Linked DNA regions of Triticum aestivum: region 1 is linked to region 2. A link is a contact called in public Hi-C data. All regions are on one chromosome and are shown on one strand. The core of a region is the stretch at or near the end of the contact, and the rest is flanking DNA. Distances in the headings are between cores, read along the strand shown. Region 1 holds the start of LOC123155547 (EIN3-binding F-box protein 1). Region 2 has its middle 550 kb from the start of LOC123155547.

What was found. A called contact is a pair of places that touch in the nucleus more often than the background predicts.
Region 1: a Hi-C map of leaf shows a contact between it and region 2, with 4 times the contacts expected there. The contact joins the promoter of LOC123155547 here to the enhancer-like site in region 2. A contact is called at or near these places in 3 of 5 Hi-C or Micro-C datasets (all in leaf).

The regions. Positions count from the first base shown.
Region 1 is chr7B:515,675,563-515,678,262 of IWGSC CS RefSeq v2.1, reverse strand. LOC123155547 (EIN3-binding F-box protein 1) reads right to left here and starts at 1,329. Exons shown (of 2, transcript XM_044573701.1): 1 at 1,084-1,329; 2 at 1-965. The coding sequence starts at 1,108.
Region 2 is chr7B:515,127,245-515,129,944 of IWGSC CS RefSeq v2.1, reverse strand. No RefSeq gene overlaps it. Among protein-coding and RNA genes, the nearest start is that of LOC123155547, 550 kb to the left of the region's middle. Within about 2 kb of position 1,379, at least 5 of the 8 cell types and tissues checked have an H3K27ac peak or open chromatin away from gene starts, as enhancers often do. A contact at or near this core is called in leaf, where this site is marked.

The DNA.
Region 1 (2,700 bases), core at 80-2,579, 550 kb before region 2:
GGTGAGGTTTGTGATCGCCTTTCCATAGTACCCAATCACAGCAAGAGAAGCATCAGTGATGCTCAAACCCTGAAGGCAGACCTTGGCAAGCGAGGCTGTCGCGGAACAGATGAGACCAGACACGCCCTGGTCACCAACATATGCACAGTTCTTGATGTTCACCGCCTGCAGCTTGGAGCAGCACCTGCCGATAGCCTTGAGGCCTTCATTGGCAACACCAGAGCATGCTTCAATGGTCAGCGTCTTCAAATCCGGGCACCCCTGAGCGACGGCGACGAGGCCCTTGTCGGTGACCAGCGGGCAGCCGGTGATGTCGAGCTTCTCCAGCGAGGGGCACCCGGCGGCGATCTCAGCGAGCCCCGCGTCCGTCACCTGCGGCACATCCCACAGGGCAAGCGAGCGGAGCGACGGGCACCCACGGGCGACCGCGGAGAGGCCGCTGTCGGTGACGCCGCGCGTCGGGTGGCTCCCCCGGACAACGACGCTCTCCAGGCTGCCGCGGAGGCCGTCGGCGACGGCCGCCGCGGTGAGGGCGACGTCCGTGGCGCCCTCGCCCTCGAGGGTCCTCTCGGAGCGGCCCAGGCGCGCGGCCTCGGCCTCGTCCTCGTCCTCGCAGACGAAGACCTGGTTGAGGTCCGGCACGGCCGGGGCCTGGACCCGCTTGATCTCGGAGGCGCGGATGCCGCCGAGCAGCGCGAGCCAGCGGCGGGAGACGCAGGAGGAGGCGCCCCGCGCGCGGGCGCCCTGCACGCGGCGCAGGATCTCGAAGAGGCACCCGTCCGGGAGCGCGTCGAGGGTCGGCGCCTCCCTCAGCCTCTGCCTCTTGGCCGCCGGCACCGCCCTGAGCGCCTCCTCCGCCGCGGCGGCGAAGACGCAGGGGGGCACGGCCGTGACGCGCGCGCGCTTCCGCTGCCGCACGCCGCCGAACATAGCCGCTGCCGGGTCCAGGACAAGCAGACCGCCATCTACACAAACAAACACACACAAAATCAGCACAACGCACCAGAAAAATCCTCCAGATCTCCGGCGAAGCACCGCACAAACAAGCGCTCGATCTCAATTCAATTCGGGGCCCTTACTTACCGCGGCAATCGTGGAACGGAGGCATGGCGAGGAAGAGATCGAGGAGCTGCTGCGACCACAATCAATCAATCAATCAATCGGGCGGCGCTGCGAACGAGCGAACGAACCCTGACGAAGGGAAAAAATTGGGGAAGGGGGAGGAGGAGCGGGGGAGGAATGGGGTGGGGTGGGGTGCGGTGGTGGGTTTGGGGTGCGGTGGTGGTTCTTATGTGGATGGAGCGGCGGGGAATCCGGTCCAGTTGCTCGCCCAACTTGTGATGAAGATTTGCCGGGATTCAATGAATCTCATCATCGGGGAGGGGAGGGTCAAGGGGGGGTGTACACTGTACCGCCGCTGTGATGTGCTGGGATGCGCCTGCATGCATGCACCTCTGGCGCGTCCGCACAGGGGTGGGGTATTTCTTTTTTTTTTCCTCTCTGGCTGCTGATTTGGAGATTTGGGGGCCTTTTCATTTCAAATGCTTTTGAAAAATGAACCAGGCTGCTAGTCTAGATGGATTTGCGGTTTCCATGATTTGAAAGATTACATGGGGAAGCAAGCATGCAAATTATGAAAAACAATCCCGACAGGAAAAAAACTATGGACAAAACAAACAAAAATAGAAGGATTTTATCTGGCGCGTGGATTCTCAATTGATCGATGAGCCAAAACTTTTGCCTTCACCTTTAAAAAAGATCGGATACTTTTTACTCTTATAATTGTATACCTTCTATAATGAGCAAGTGGCCATGTTTGGAAAATATTCATTTGTTTTCGACTCAAAAAACTGGTTTTTTATATATATTTAGCTCATTAGGCATTACCTTTTGTAATTCTTTTGGAATCTTTAGATCAAGGTCGGATTGAATAGACCACAATGACATGCCAAAGGCTTTAAGGAATCTTTTACTGCGAGGTCCGGTGAAATAAACCACGATGAAGCGCAAATTAATAAGGAAGATATTCCACAAAAAGGGGCAAGAGATGATTGTTTTAACATGTTCCTGAACCCCAACATCATCCTGCATTTTCAGAAAAATTAAGGGGTTTCCCTCCAATTTTCGTCATTCAAACTGGAAAAAAAATTCTCATGAAGACATGATTATAGACGAACCATGGGTGAAGGTGTCTCGATGACATAAAAATGCCACTTGAGGCCCATTATATATACATTCATGTCTCTATTTAAGGGCCTCCTAGATTCACAAAAATTCAAAATTAAAGGAATAAGATAAAACACAGGAATATGATAGGACTGCACATGCAACATAAAGGATTGTAAAAACACAAGAATCTGTAGAATTGAGTGTTTGATTCGTAGAGATAGGAAAATCGCATTAGTCCTAAAATACATAGTCAAATTAAGGTTAAATCATATCCAAATATAAGATGGCGTCGATATTATGCTACTTATGGCCTTTGTCTTGTTATTTGTGCATAGGAATGTAAGTTGTAATTCAAATAACTCCATAGGATTTTCAGATGATTAGAATCCATAGTAATTTTTGCCTATGTTGATCGTAGGATTAAATTATAGAGATTTTTCCCAATCAATCATTTGTACTACATTTCATATGAATCTAGTATCCACTCTAATCTTTTGAAAAAAATCCTTTGTTTTCGCTGGGAAGCAACCA
Region 2 (2,700 bases), core at 130-2,629:
GACCTTGGAGCAAGTACATGCGCACTTCAACATCGTCATGGCGAAGGAGTAGCCTACGCCCAGCACCGACACCTATCTCAACGTTCCGGCAAGCGCAGTAGAAGCAGCGAAACATCCTCTTCCTCCTCGAGTAGCACTGGCTAGGGGAGGGCGAGATCTACGGTGAGTGCGCGAGCGAGGAAGTGTGGCGGCCATTACCACGACTAACCCCAACTTCGTCGCCGAGCAGCAGGCGCTCTACGAGGCCGCAAGCCGCCGCTCACATTGCACAGGCGGCGCAAATGGACGCCGTGGCAGCGCTGGCTACATAGGAGATCACGGATGAGAACGTCACGAGCTGATGAGAACGTCACGAGCTGCGAGTCCTACGCGCCACCAAAGACTTTTCGGCCGCGCCGGTGGGATGACGAGACCGCCGGCCCCTCCACTTTCATCATGGACCTTACGTCCATCGGCGACGGATAAGTCGCGGACTCCGACGAAAATGAGTAGGGAATGGGAGGCGGCGAGGCATTGTGTCCCATGCGGGCTGGTTCGTCTCCCATATTCTACTCTTCCTCGTCGGCGAATGCACCTTCAGTTCGTGGGTCTTATTGCCACCACTCATGGAGTCGTCGAGATAAGCCCGGTGATCGACGGAAGGAAACACCAATGACTTGGATGACAGGCATCGTCGTAGGCTAGGTTTAGGCCCGGTCCTTTTTTTATGAAAACTATCTGAAACGTAATGAATCTCGTCTGATTTATATGAATATCATCCGGTTTTCTTGTAATCCGTCTGGTTTGTTCAAACTCGGCTTGAAATGTATGCGGTCAATTTAAAATGGCCGCCTCACACATACATGTCTAGGAACTGATCTTCTCCTTTCCGCGATGGATGCGGTGTCCACTTTGCGGGTTAGTGTTGGAGATGCCTAAAACCATTGAGTGATTTCTTCATGCACGGACGAACGTACACGATATCTCCAATCCTGCCGGGCGGGCGTACAGAGAACCTGCTTCGCTCTTTGGTGGAGGCCAGTTTTTTTTTTTTTTGAGACAATGCCGGCCAGTTTCGTGTCTCGTGTGTGTTTTCATTGCGCTGCCAGGCTCGGCCTCCGTCACGCGATCACAACCGAAGGAATGTGACAGCTCGCCTCCATCTGCTGCCAAATGCAGCGCACCCGGCCGGCCCCATCCCGAACAGCGCGACGATGACCCCTACCCGTCCGAATCGCGCGTGCCGATCCCACGCGCGCGAGCACGCAAGTGGCGCCATTGGATGCCGCCATGGAGCGTCGTGTACGTACATACAGGCGCAGGTGCATCATGTAAGGGCTGTGTTGCTGTTGCAGTCCACGTCCGGCGCGCGGTGCTTTGCTTTCGGCACGCCGGTATTAAACCTGGCCTGGGTTGCGCGGTGGTCACGTCACTGCCTACGTGTTGCTTGCGTGGAGGGATGGTGCAGCCGTGCACGTACCGGCCTTGGTAGTTGGCTGCCGGCCGGCCGCGCGCCGAGACGCATGCATGCATGCCGCCTCCGATGAACTTTTACTTGTCGAAACACGTCCTCATGTTCCTTCTCCCTCCCTTCACAGATGATTTTTTCACTGTGATTAAAAAAAAGCTTTATTACGTACTCAGACTACTCCTCAGACTAACATCCCTAGCACGGCAGCACCTTGACAAGGTCCACCAATACTGATCACTGGTCTTCTCTCGGTTTCCGCAGTTTGGAGACAGTTCAGAAACGCACATCCACCGCGTTCCGCACACGCTAAGAATTTTCTTCTTGCACGCGATAGGTTTATAGATAGAAGTTTCCTGGTCGTGCATGGCCACGCACGGTTCCAAGCATAGCTCGACAACCACATGCTCCTTGGTGACCAATTAGAAGCTTTCTGTTGAAAAATCCACACCACCAAAAGAGTGTTCCGATCGGTAATCCACCGAGCTGTCTCGCACGCAGCAGGCACCGATAACGACTGAAATCTGTACCCGGCCTGCATGCACCCGCATTTGCATTGATTGGCCAGTAGTCATCAGTTGAACAGAGAAACGTGCACGTCAAAGCCTGTCTGCAAAGTGCATCCGGCCGGTTCATTGAACAATGGCGGACGTCTCGCTCGCGCGTACGCTTTCGCTCGAGCCAGCGTGTGTGTGTGTGTGTACGCCGGTGCACCACGTAGCTACGTGCATGCGTCTCTTCCACGACGACCACGATGGGTAAAAGCGCACGCGAGATTGATTGGCAGCACGTCCACGTCCGTCAATGTATAACGGAGCGATATATGGGTCGGTTGACGTATGACTTGCCTGGCCGCTGCCGCGCGCGGAGCTGCACCGCCCGACCTCGAGCTTATCGATTGTTCTCTGTCAATTGCAACGGATAATCCTCAGTAGCTTTGTGTAAATGCATTTCGATCTTCACACATCTTTACAGAAAGGAAACCCAGCAATAGACCATGAAGATGTATGAATTGCACGATATGTTGATTCGGTGCAATGTGCACGGTATATATAAGTATAAGGTGGGGCCTCTACTTCAATCTATACAACAAACTAGAGAGGTGGGCCTAATGTACAAAAGACAATATACATGCACGAATATCATACTCAACACCCCCCGCAGTCGAAGCGGCACCAAGGCTGACGCAAAGACTGGACCGGAACTCCTCAAATGACGCCGTAGGCAAGCCCTTGGTCATGATATCTGCAAAT